Regions from separate parts of the Sus scrofa genome. Here region 2 is linked to region 1. A link is a contact called in public Hi-C data. All regions are on one chromosome and are shown on one strand. Each heading gives the region's core, a stretch centred on a gene start, on an enhancer-like site or on the middle of the called end of the contact. The rest is flanking DNA. Distances are from core to core; before and after follow the strand shown.

Region 1 (4,981 bases), core at 966-3,465:
ATGAAATAGTTAAAAATAGGGAAGACATCCCTTTCCCTCTCCTCTAGTAATTCCCCAGTGTGACAGGGAGAAATGCCCCGAAACCTGATTCAGGAGAGAAAGAACACGCTTGGCACCCGAACCCAGGAGAAGCTGGATGCAAGAATCTTACTTCCTTTCATAACTTTAGGGGCAATTTACTCCCTACAAGAGAAAAGAACAAGTTCTCCCAATGTCTATGTATGTATGAATACCTACTTCTTTACCAAAAGAATTCGAGGCTGTTTATAACAGAAGTCCTACCCACGGGAAAAGGAGGAGAGAAGCCCAGGGCTGGGCTTGGGGAGAGAGGCGGCCAGGACACAGGCCACGTGCGCTGAAGCCGGGCTGCGACCGGGCCCCACGGAACCTGCGGATGCCCTCGTGGTGAAGGGACCGCACTGACGTTGACCTGTGCTTTCCATCATGTGACCATAAACGAACCTGCCAGAAAACCTTTGTGGTCTAAGGACCCACTCCAAGAAAGAACAAGTGTGGTCAGAGAGTTGGTCGAGAAATGACTGGCGGTTTCTAAGAATAAAAAAGAACCTGAGAAAGTACGAGACGTGGCAAAGAGGGCACGAGACCATCCACGTCCAGGTTTCTGCTTCCACAATATCCACCTCAACTGTACCCGACTCTGGAAAAACGAAGTGGTCCCCAAACGCCTTTCCCGGCCCAGCGCCGGCACGGGGCCATCGGCCACTCGCTCCAGGACCTAAAGACACCGAGAGGCTTCAAAGGCCGCTCGGGAGGCGCCGCAGGTGCACACGCTGCGCTCGCTCTTCTCCTCGGACCTGCCGGCCGCGTTCGGCCCTCACCCCTCAGTCTCGTTGCTCTGAGGGGACTTTTACCCACAGAATCCAACTTGCTTCCGAAACGTACTTCTGCGGCGGGGGACGGTGTGAGGCCTTAGAACCTGGGACCGAAGCCACGGGGCGCTGTCCCTCCCACTGAGGCTGGACGCTTCCAGAAGCGGGGAAGGCAGTCGCCCCACCCTGAGGGGCCGGGACCTCTGGTCCCTACGGCTGTCCCCGGGGTGCAGGCTCACGACGGGTTCCGTCCCGGGTTTGGAACTCTGGTCCCCAAGAGTCACCCTGGGGACAGGGAGGGGGGGGATGAAGAATTGCATGTAGGAGAGCGAGGGGCAGGCTGGGGCCCCAAGCAGAAAGTCTCTGGCCTCCGAAGGAGAAAAGGAGCAGGAAACATCACAGGGCAGGGTGGGGACCGTGCGGCGTTCAGCGCTCATGTCTGCGCCCCCACTGCCCAGCGCGATACAGAGAAGGTTCTGAGGGGCTTTCTGTGCTGGGCTGAACTAAAGCCTGGGAGAACGAAGCTGCCAGCTGGCCTCTTCGAGGACAGGAGCTCAATATTCTCATTGAAAAAACGGTATCTGACCTCTCTCTCTTTCACAGGATTATTGTGAGATTAAACTGAGGCATGGGTGTTTTGAGAGCTCTTTAAATATTAATAAAACATTTTCCAAGAGAGAAAGCTCATCACTTCTATGTGGACACATGGCCCAGACGAACCTGTCTACAGAACAGAAACAGACTCACAGACCTGGAGAAAGATGTGCGGTTGCCAAGGGGGGCGTGGGATGGACTGGGAGTTTGGGGTTCGTAGATGCAAATTATTCCATTTAGAATGGATAAGCAATGAGGTCCTGCTGTGCAGCACAGGGAACTCTATCCAATCGCTTGTCACGGAACATGATGGAAGAGAATCTGAGAGAAAGAGTGTGTCCACATTTATAGGTCTATGTATGACTAGGTCACTTTGCTGAACAGCAGAGATCGACAGAACACCGTAAATCAACTAAACTACAAACATTTAAAAAAATAAAATAAAAAAGAGAACACTCTTTAACACTCTTTAACACTGGGTGATCCCCAGACCCCATCATCAAACACCAATCTTGGGCCGATTTTCAGGGCAGAGGAAGGGCTGAAGTGCAAGTGGGTCTATCCTCACTGCTGCCTGTGCTCCTTCTTGCCTGCACCTTCTTTGGGACCCCAAACCCCTCCTTTCAGCAGCTCCAATGCTGCCCGTGCCCACCTCGGGTACTCACACCCCTCACAGAGTGGCACCGACGATGCTGAGGAGATGGGCTCTCCTCGCTCTGGGCCTCCAGAGTCCCTCGCAGACTTCACCTTATTTTGAGCTTGAGTTAGAGCACCAGGCCAAGCCTCCTGCCAGCACTGCCGTTCAAGCCAGTTGGCACTAGCGGCTCCCAGCCAGCCAGCCTGCCCGCCCACCACATTCCAAGGGGGCGAGCCTACCAGGATGGATTCCGAGCGTGGTCTGTTTCATTTTCCGAAGCCGTGCGGGTTCTTCTTAGAAACTGAAAGACCTATTAGCTTGGGTTTCATTTTCTGGGACTGAGAGACTCTATCTCGACTTTACAGCTTCTCCTTTCTTACCCAACTGTAGGCACAAGTTTCCCAGAACAACGTTTTGCCCGAGGACACACAGGGCCCAGGGATGCTGGTGGTCAGCAGGGACACCTGCCCTGCCTGCAGGCTTTTGAACCACTGAGTAAAAATCAAACTAGTTACAAGCTCGTCTGAATGAGTCCAACAAATAGTATGGATCTTCATTCACAGCCTGTACTTTAGTTCTTGGAGGGAATCTGAGTAGCAGAACTACCCCTGGCAGATTAGATAATAACCAAGTGTTATTAAACAGGATTCTACTTGGCTTCTCTTTTTCTTCACTTACACGGATGATGTCAACTCCTTCTACGTGATCTTGATATGTGTCCTGTTGTATGAGGAGAAATATAAGGGAACGATCCCTTTAATGAGCTGATACTGAGGTCTGAGTGGCCTCACCAGCCGGGTTTAGCCCCAGACAACGGATGTATTCTCTCATGGGGAAAAGAAGGGCTTCATAGCTACTTCTCTCAAACTAAACTCTAGCACAAAAGAGAATTATTTGCTTTTGCACCTGCGGCATATGGAGGTTCCCAGGCGAGGGGTCCAATCGGAGTTGTAGCCACCTGCCTATGCCCCAGCCACAGCAACGTGGGATCCAAGCCTCATCTGTGACCTACACCACAGCTCACGGCAACACCGAATCCTTAACCCACTGAGCAAGGCCAGGGATCGAACCCGCAACCTCATGGTTCCTAGTCGGATTCATTTCCGCTGAGCCAGGAACTCCAAAAGAGAATTATTTGTGCCTGGGCCCTCTAGAATGAATTAGCTCATAGTAAATAACCTAAACTGTACATTCACATAGGAGAAGTTCTGAAAACTAGTGTTTCCAGGCAAATCTATAGGCAGAGCTAATGTTGCTCAAAATCAACCAGTTCACAGGAGCTATTAGGGTCACTATTTTTTTCTTTAGCCACCCTGCGGCATATGGAGTTCTCTGGCCAGGGATTAGATCTGAGCCACATTTGCAGCCTACGCTGCATCAATGTCAAGAGTTCAGGCAGGGAGCCAACCTGCAGCCCAGGGCTCCAGACACCCCGTCCACCCTGCTGCACCACATCGGCAATGCCTAGAGTCACTCTCCATATCACTTGGAAAACGTCACAAGTTAAAAACAATTCAGGCTAGCTTTAGAGCTCTAAAGCAGATGAAATTTCTCCTTGGCGATAGGATCAGGCTTTGCCCTCAGGGACTGTATCGGGGAGCCCCCAGCAGGGCCTGGGAGGCAGGTCAGGGCACAGATGCCCGCAGCCTCAGACCAGTGGCCAGGATCTATTTCTTCAGAGATTCCTCGGTGATTCTTTGAGCAAAGTTGGAGAACTGCACCAAGAAAACACGAAGCTTTCTCTGCTCCTCCCCTCCACCCCGTGAGGAAGAGGAGCCTGATACGAATCAAGGCGAGTACTCAGTAAACAGCAGGAGAAGCACAAAGCGCTGTGTGAGGATGTCACCCCCCCACCCCCGCCCCGTCCCTTAAGCTGCTGGAATCGTGAGGCAGCATTTGAACTCAATTCAGAAATTCTGCAGGCCTTCATGGCTTGTCTTCTGCAGCTCTTTTTCTTTCACTCTCCAGTTTTTACTCTTACAGTCTTCTCTGGTTCTCATTTTCACCTTTAATTGCTTTGCTGCCATCATTTTATTTTATGATTTTCATAAGTACTCTCAAATCCTCTGTAGCGTAAAGTGGGGTATAAGCAAATAACCATACTTAGGTTCACACATACATCAAAGGGGCCCCTGTCTGCGGTCCTGCCATGCTAAGACCCCGCCACGGAGACCGGCCCGCACGCCTCTGTCCTGGCTTGAGGCTGGGATCCCTTCCTCGGAGTTCTGTACAAAAGCAGCAGCAGCCTTACTTGTGTCCTTGGAGCTCGATGGCTGTTCCTTTCCTCCCGCCGATGTCCCACATGATGACAGAGTGATCGGAGCTCCCCGAGAACAGCACCCGCTGGACGGGGTCCCAGCAGAGAGCAGTCACCCCACCTGAGGACAGACACAGCTGCACGTCAGTCCCAAAGTGACCCCAGAACTCACCAGCACAATGAGAGCAAAGGGGGCAGGAGGTGTGTGTTGTGAGCTAACAACACACTTTTGCTCAGAGAATGAGTCCCCAGAGAGGAAAAAAAAATTGGCTCCAAGAATAAAAGTCCCACCCTTTCAGCACTATTCCCCCCAAAATGTACCATAAAATCAATTAGTGCAAAGACCAAAGGGAAATAAAAAAGGCAATTCATTGACCATCAAAAAATACATACAATTCTAAGAAGAATGGAAAATATTACATTGTTTGGACATGTTAACCATATTTTTTAAGCTGCTGTCTGCCTCCCACCCAGACAACAGCAGATGAGAAGTAAATGCGGTTTTAAAAAGCTCAATTCAGGGAGTTCCTGTTGTGGCTCAGCAGTTAACGAACCTGACTAGGATCCATAAGGATGCGGGATTGATCCCTAGCCTTGCTCAGTGGGTTAAGGATCTGGCGTTGCTGTAAGCTGTGGTGTAGGTTGCAGACATGGCTTGGATGC
Region 2 (5,520 bases), core at 1,556-4,055, 190 kb after region 1:
ACTTGAAAAAGAAAAGTTGATGATTCATTCCAAAACCCCTGGGGAGGGAGGGGTGATTGTAAACAAATTGGAAAGGGGCAAGAAAGCCTCATATGAAACCATTGCAGCAATCTTCAACAACAACCAAAAAAGTCTTGCCTAAACTTGATCAAATGCTGGTTTTTTTCCAGAATGATTTTAACTGCGGAAAGACTGTTAGATTCAAAACCCTTTCCCCTGCGCTCTGATTTGGGGTTGGGGTGGTTGGAGCTGTATTAATTTTTGATCATTTCCGATGATACAGAGTATTTGGATGAAAGAGTACCCTGAGGTTTTCATAATTGTGGTTTTTCTCAAATCATACATGTGATTACAATGTTTTTATGGGCCAGAACCCTAGGCAAAGTTTTATGGAAGAAAGAAGAGATATTTTTTAAAAATAGAAACCAAGACTGAAGCCGCATCAGCCATATAAGTAGGAGGAGGAGGAGACAGCTGCCCTGGGCGAGACCCCAACACCCCTCCCACTGCTTGCGTGTTGATGCCTGAAACTTTGAAAAGGAGGAATTCATTTTCTTGGATTAAGACTCCATCCGCTAAAATACTAACAACCCTATTCAGGATCCCGTGTTAAACTCTCAGGGCCATTTTAATTCCATCGGTCAGGTCTTCACCGACTCCAGACCTATCAGGCTTTTCCAAATGAGTGGGGAGACAGCAAAGGGATCCTGGCTCTTTGGAGATGAGGCTGCACGTGTGATGGGGTGGGGTGGGGGGTCACTGGGAGATGCCCTTGGGGAGCACATGGACGACCACCAGGGGATGAGAAAGCACAGGAAAGGGATCTGGAGACTTTTCCCTCCGTGGGAACTGTTATTACCCATCTTTCCTTCCCTGCGTACTGGCGGGACGTGATATGCTGATGTGGTGGGAAGCCGTGGGACACACTTGAGTCCCCAATAACCTCAATTCGTCATGGCAGTTAATCCTTCAACATGAGCCAAAATGGCTCACTTACTTTAATTAATATCTATTGTTTCTCCATAACAACCAGAGATGTTGTAATGCCTTTGTCATTTTAAAAGGTACTCTATGAAATACTGCTGACATGGGGGAATTCATCTTTCTCCCACAGGTTTTTTTTTTTTTTTTTTTTTTTTTTTTGGCTATCTTAGGGCAGCGCCCATGCGGCATATGGAGGTTCCCAAGCTAGGGGTTGAATCAGAACTGTAGCTGCCAGCCTACACCACGGCCACAGCAGTGCCAGATCCCTGAGCCTCATCTGTGACCTGTATCACAGTTCACGGCAACGCCGGATCCTTAACCCACTGAGCAAGGCCAGGGATCAAACCCGCATCTTCATGGATCCTAGTCGGGGTCATTAACCTCTGAGCCACGAAGAGATCTCTCTCTCCCACAGTTTCATAAAGGAGTAAAATGGAAGCTGCTGTGTAAAAGTGATCCCAGGCTGGCAGTCCCCTGCCAGGCTCTTCCAACTAGTGTTCCTGGCTACACGGTCACTGCTGAGATAACAGTGACTTTTTATTTTTGCTTTTCACCATTTAGCTTAGTTATTTCCTTTTATGTAACCTTCAAAACAATTGAGTATCTAGGAAGGATTAAAAAGGAGATTTTATAAAGTTTGGCTTCTTAGGTCTTTTTTTATTTTTATTAATTTTCTTATTGAAGTATAATTGATCTACAATATTGTATTTGTTTCAGATTACAGCATAGGGATTCTATATTTTTAGATTATACTCCTTTATAAGTTATTACAAGATAATGGCCATAATTTTCTGTACTATCCAATACATCCTTGTTGCTTACCTGTTTTATACGTAAGAGTTTGTATCTGTTAACCTCTAATTTGTCCTTCCCTATTTCCTCTCCCCTTTGGTATCCACAAGCTTGTTGTCTGTGTCTGTGAGTAGGTTTCTTTTTTGTTATTATGCCATTTTTATGTGATGATTTATAGCGCAGCACACGTCTTTGCTTCTTAAAACTTTGGCACCGTGACTGTTCGAAAAGAGTCCTCCTGTCTTGGAAAGATTTACCGGGTTTGTTTATCGTCATTAGTTTCTTTACCATGTATTGCACACGAATTATGTAGCAGACCCTGGGCTGGGCACTGAGGCCACAGAGCTGAGATCCACGGTCTTGAGCACAGGTTGCTTGGTCTACTCAGCAGGAGAAGACAGACAAATTAAATCTGCTAAGGACACGGCAGGAGATTGCACAGCGGCTGCAGAAGGTTCCTCGCCCAAACTGGGATGTTAGGAAAGCTTTTCTGTGAGAAGGAGGTAGATCCTGTCTTGAGAAAAGTAGTGACAGACTGATTTTTCTTAATACAGGGAGAACTGTACAATTTTGTGTAAATGAAATAAACATTTTAAATTATTTCATTTGAGCATTAAATTTCATAGAGGAGTTCCCATCGTGGCTCAGCGGTAACGAACCCGACTAGTATTCATGAGGACTCAGGTTCAATCCCCAGCCTTGATCACTGGGTTAAGGATTCTGCAATGGTGGCTGTGGTGTAGGCCGGCAGTTACAGCTCTGATTCAACCCCAGGCCTGGGAACTTCCATGTGATTTGAGTGGGGCCATAAAAAGACAAAATAAAATAAATAAATGTAACATATTTCAGTGGTCCAACTGGTTGCTCTGGATTTGGGATCATCTTTCAGAGTTATCCTGTCTGGAGGCAAGGGACCTGGGGCCTTTAGTTACCCCCCTGTCATTGGATAAAGCCTGCTTTCTTGGAGGGAACATGACCTTGCAGGGGTGGCAGTCTTTGGCTAAGAGAAATCCTGGCAGAAAGACTTCAGTGAAGTCTCTCCAGCATCTGGGGAATGTACTGAGGCAGAGCACACCCCGGCTTCCACAACACCCAACCCTAGCTTGGCAACGATGCTTTCACACATCTGCTTGACGTCCCCTACTAGTCAACAAGACCCTTGTCGACAGATCCCTGATTCATACTGGATTCAAAAGCAGCAGAACAGGGAGCACACTGCTGTGACTCCCTCAGGAACTCAGTAGTATGTATTGATAGATATAAATCAAAGAAATTAATTATCGTATTCACTGTCGTTTGTAAAGGGCAACTTCTATGATGACAAAGACTTTTTTTTTTCCTGCATGAAAGCTATACTTTGAAATTACGGCAGTGATTTATCATGTTAAATACATCATACTCTTAGTATTAGAAAATCTCTTTGCTTTTTGATTGGCTGTTAGCCTACATGATTGGCGGTGGGAGGAAGAAAAGACATTAGAAACCAACATGTTATGTTCAGATAAAAGAACATGAGGCTGAGCCTGAAGATATAACTTTCATGAAAGGCTTCCCTATTGTTCTAATTAATTGCACAGAAGCCTGAGAGGAAAAAGCCTGCGAACTTCTAAGTTTGCTTGATATTCATTTTCATTGGTATCACCAAGGGGCATAAAGTGAATAAATCACTATCCCCGAAGCCTACACTTAAAAACACTAAACTTTGTATCTCCCTCTTAGTTTCTTTTTCATTAAGAAATAGAATTTTTAAAATCTGCACATTTAAAGTAGAATGAAGACTTGAAGTCCGAAGGATAGAACATGAAAATAATAAGACATGCTCTGTCACCTAATAAAAATGTGGGTTTGTATTGGATTGCTCAGGTGTTCTCATCCCATCTGGAAGATGCTTTGTGCCAAAGCTCTGTTCAGTGTACTTCTCTACCACTGTTCCTGGGCAGAAGTAACTTTGATCCAAGGAAAAGCTATCCCTAGGTTTTAACGAGTGCTCCAAACCAGAAGCAACCTTCAAGAATAACAGTAACAACAGAAGAATCCAAACATCACAAATAGCATTGAGAACCGTAATAAAAGGCTTTTTGTGTCACAGAAGCATCCCCTTGGCAGGCCCAGCTGCAGCTGTTAGTGTTTGGGGAACATTCTAAAAGGGCAGATGCGCCAAAGTGTGGTGGCGTCCTTTTCCCAGGGAGCAGGACATCTTGTCTCGGTTATAGGCTTAGAATGAGTGGGGTGAAGCAAGAGGCTGTCTCTTCTGTTTGAATCATGACTTCTCAAAATGCTAAAGGATCAACCAGTTGAAGCTTTGGCTGAGTTTCAATTTTTAAGGATATTATATCCAGAAAAAAACTTTATCTGGATACATTAAGCAGGTGCTCAAGATCATTTTCATAGAATTTTATATATTTTTTTGCTTTCATGAATAGATTGCTAAACAATTTATGATGCAGGAGCTCCCATCGTGGCACAGCGGGAACAAATCTGACTAGGAACCCTGACGATGTGGGTTTGATCCCTGGCCTCACTCAGTGGGTTGAGGATCCGGGGCTGCCAGTGAGCTGTGGTGTAGGTCGCAGATGTGTCTTGGATCTGGTGTTTCTGTGGCTGTGGCTGTAGCCGGTGGCTACAGCTCCGAATAGACCCCTAGCCTGGGGACCTCCATATGCTGTGGGTGCAGCCCTAAAGCAAATAAACAAACAAACGATTTATGATGCAAAGAGAATGAAGCGCCTTCCCCAGCAGCACCATGGGGTCAAGGGAGCACCATGATCTGGAAGGACCTTGGCTGGAATTCCAGAACCAGTGGAATTTAAGAAATGGAATACAATTGTTAGTGTGTGCTCTAACGATGATGAAATAAGCCAAATAAATACCCTCACCCCATGTTCCCAAACCACCACACTCTATCCTCATCATGAAGACACATTCAGAATTTCCCTGCTTCCCTTTTCTTGAATGAGACATTGAAGGCAACACTGAGTTGCCTTCACTCTGGTCCTCAATGTCTTACCTTCATCAGGAGTGCATCCACACAAAACCAAAACTGATCATGATTTGTTACCTTACAGTCAAAGGAACCAAGTAATTATCTTGTCTACAAGTTATTATGGTGTCATATAGATGAATGGGGCATACTTGGATTCCCTTTCCCCCTTGCCTCCCCCACCCCAAGCTCCCCCCAAACCCTTTAAAAATAAATAAGAAACATTTTACAAGAGAATTCTGCAAGGATGGAATTCACTTGTGTGGCATAGCAGGTTAAGGATCTGGCATTGTCACTGCAGCACCCTGGGTTGCTGCTGTGGGGTGCGTTCATCCCTGGCCTGAGAACTTCCACATGCCACAGGCAAGGCCAAAAAAAAATAAAAAAATTTAAAAAATTAAAAAAAAAAAGAATTCTGCAAGGAGACTGTCTATTTGGCTTTGCTACTTTGTAGTTATGTTGCCAGCCACAAAGGAAGTCTCTGGCTTTGCTACTTTGGAAACCTAAATCTTGATTCAAGCTTATTGCCCACCTTGGCCAGATATAAGTGTGTGTATATATATACATACACACCAGAAGGGTTTGGGAGGGTTTTTAACTTGAAACTTTATAAAGACCACAAAAAGATTTGTTGACAGTGAAATTATCCTCTGGAATTAGAACTATTTTGTATAGAAATCTACAATTTGCTTTGTACTGTTTTTTCCCAAAACAAATTAAAAGGTTTCTGATATCATTCTTCGGATCTTTCTAATGAGATCTTT

The links. Hi-C and Micro-C count contacts between places; a contact is called where the count stands out from the background.
Region 2: a contact with region 1 is called in a Hi-C map of skeletal muscle, with 3 times the contacts expected there. The contact joins two enhancer-like sites. A contact is called at or near these places in 1 of 47 Hi-C or Micro-C datasets (skeletal muscle) and 1 of 2 datasets of contacts at active chromatin or transcription factors (skeletal muscle).

Annotation. Positions count from the first base shown.
Region 1 is chr11:16,111,671-16,116,651 of Sscrofa11.1, forward strand. WDFY2 (WD repeat and FYVE domain-containing protein 2) reads right to left here. Exons shown (of 12, transcript XM_021065301.1): 7 at 4,313-4,439. Among named protein-coding and RNA genes, the nearest start is that of CCDC70, 140 kb to the left of the region's middle. Within about 2 kb of position 2,216, at least 15 of the 83 cell types and tissues checked have an H3K27ac peak or open chromatin away from gene starts, as enhancers often do. A contact at or near this core is called in skeletal muscle, where this site is marked.
Region 2 is chr11:16,304,441-16,309,960 of Sscrofa11.1, forward strand. No RefSeq gene overlaps it. Among named protein-coding and RNA genes, the nearest start is that of WDFY2, 35 kb to the left of the region's middle. Within about 2 kb of position 2,806, at least 8 of the 83 cell types and tissues checked have an H3K27ac peak or open chromatin away from gene starts, as enhancers often do. A contact at or near this core is called in skeletal muscle, where this site is marked.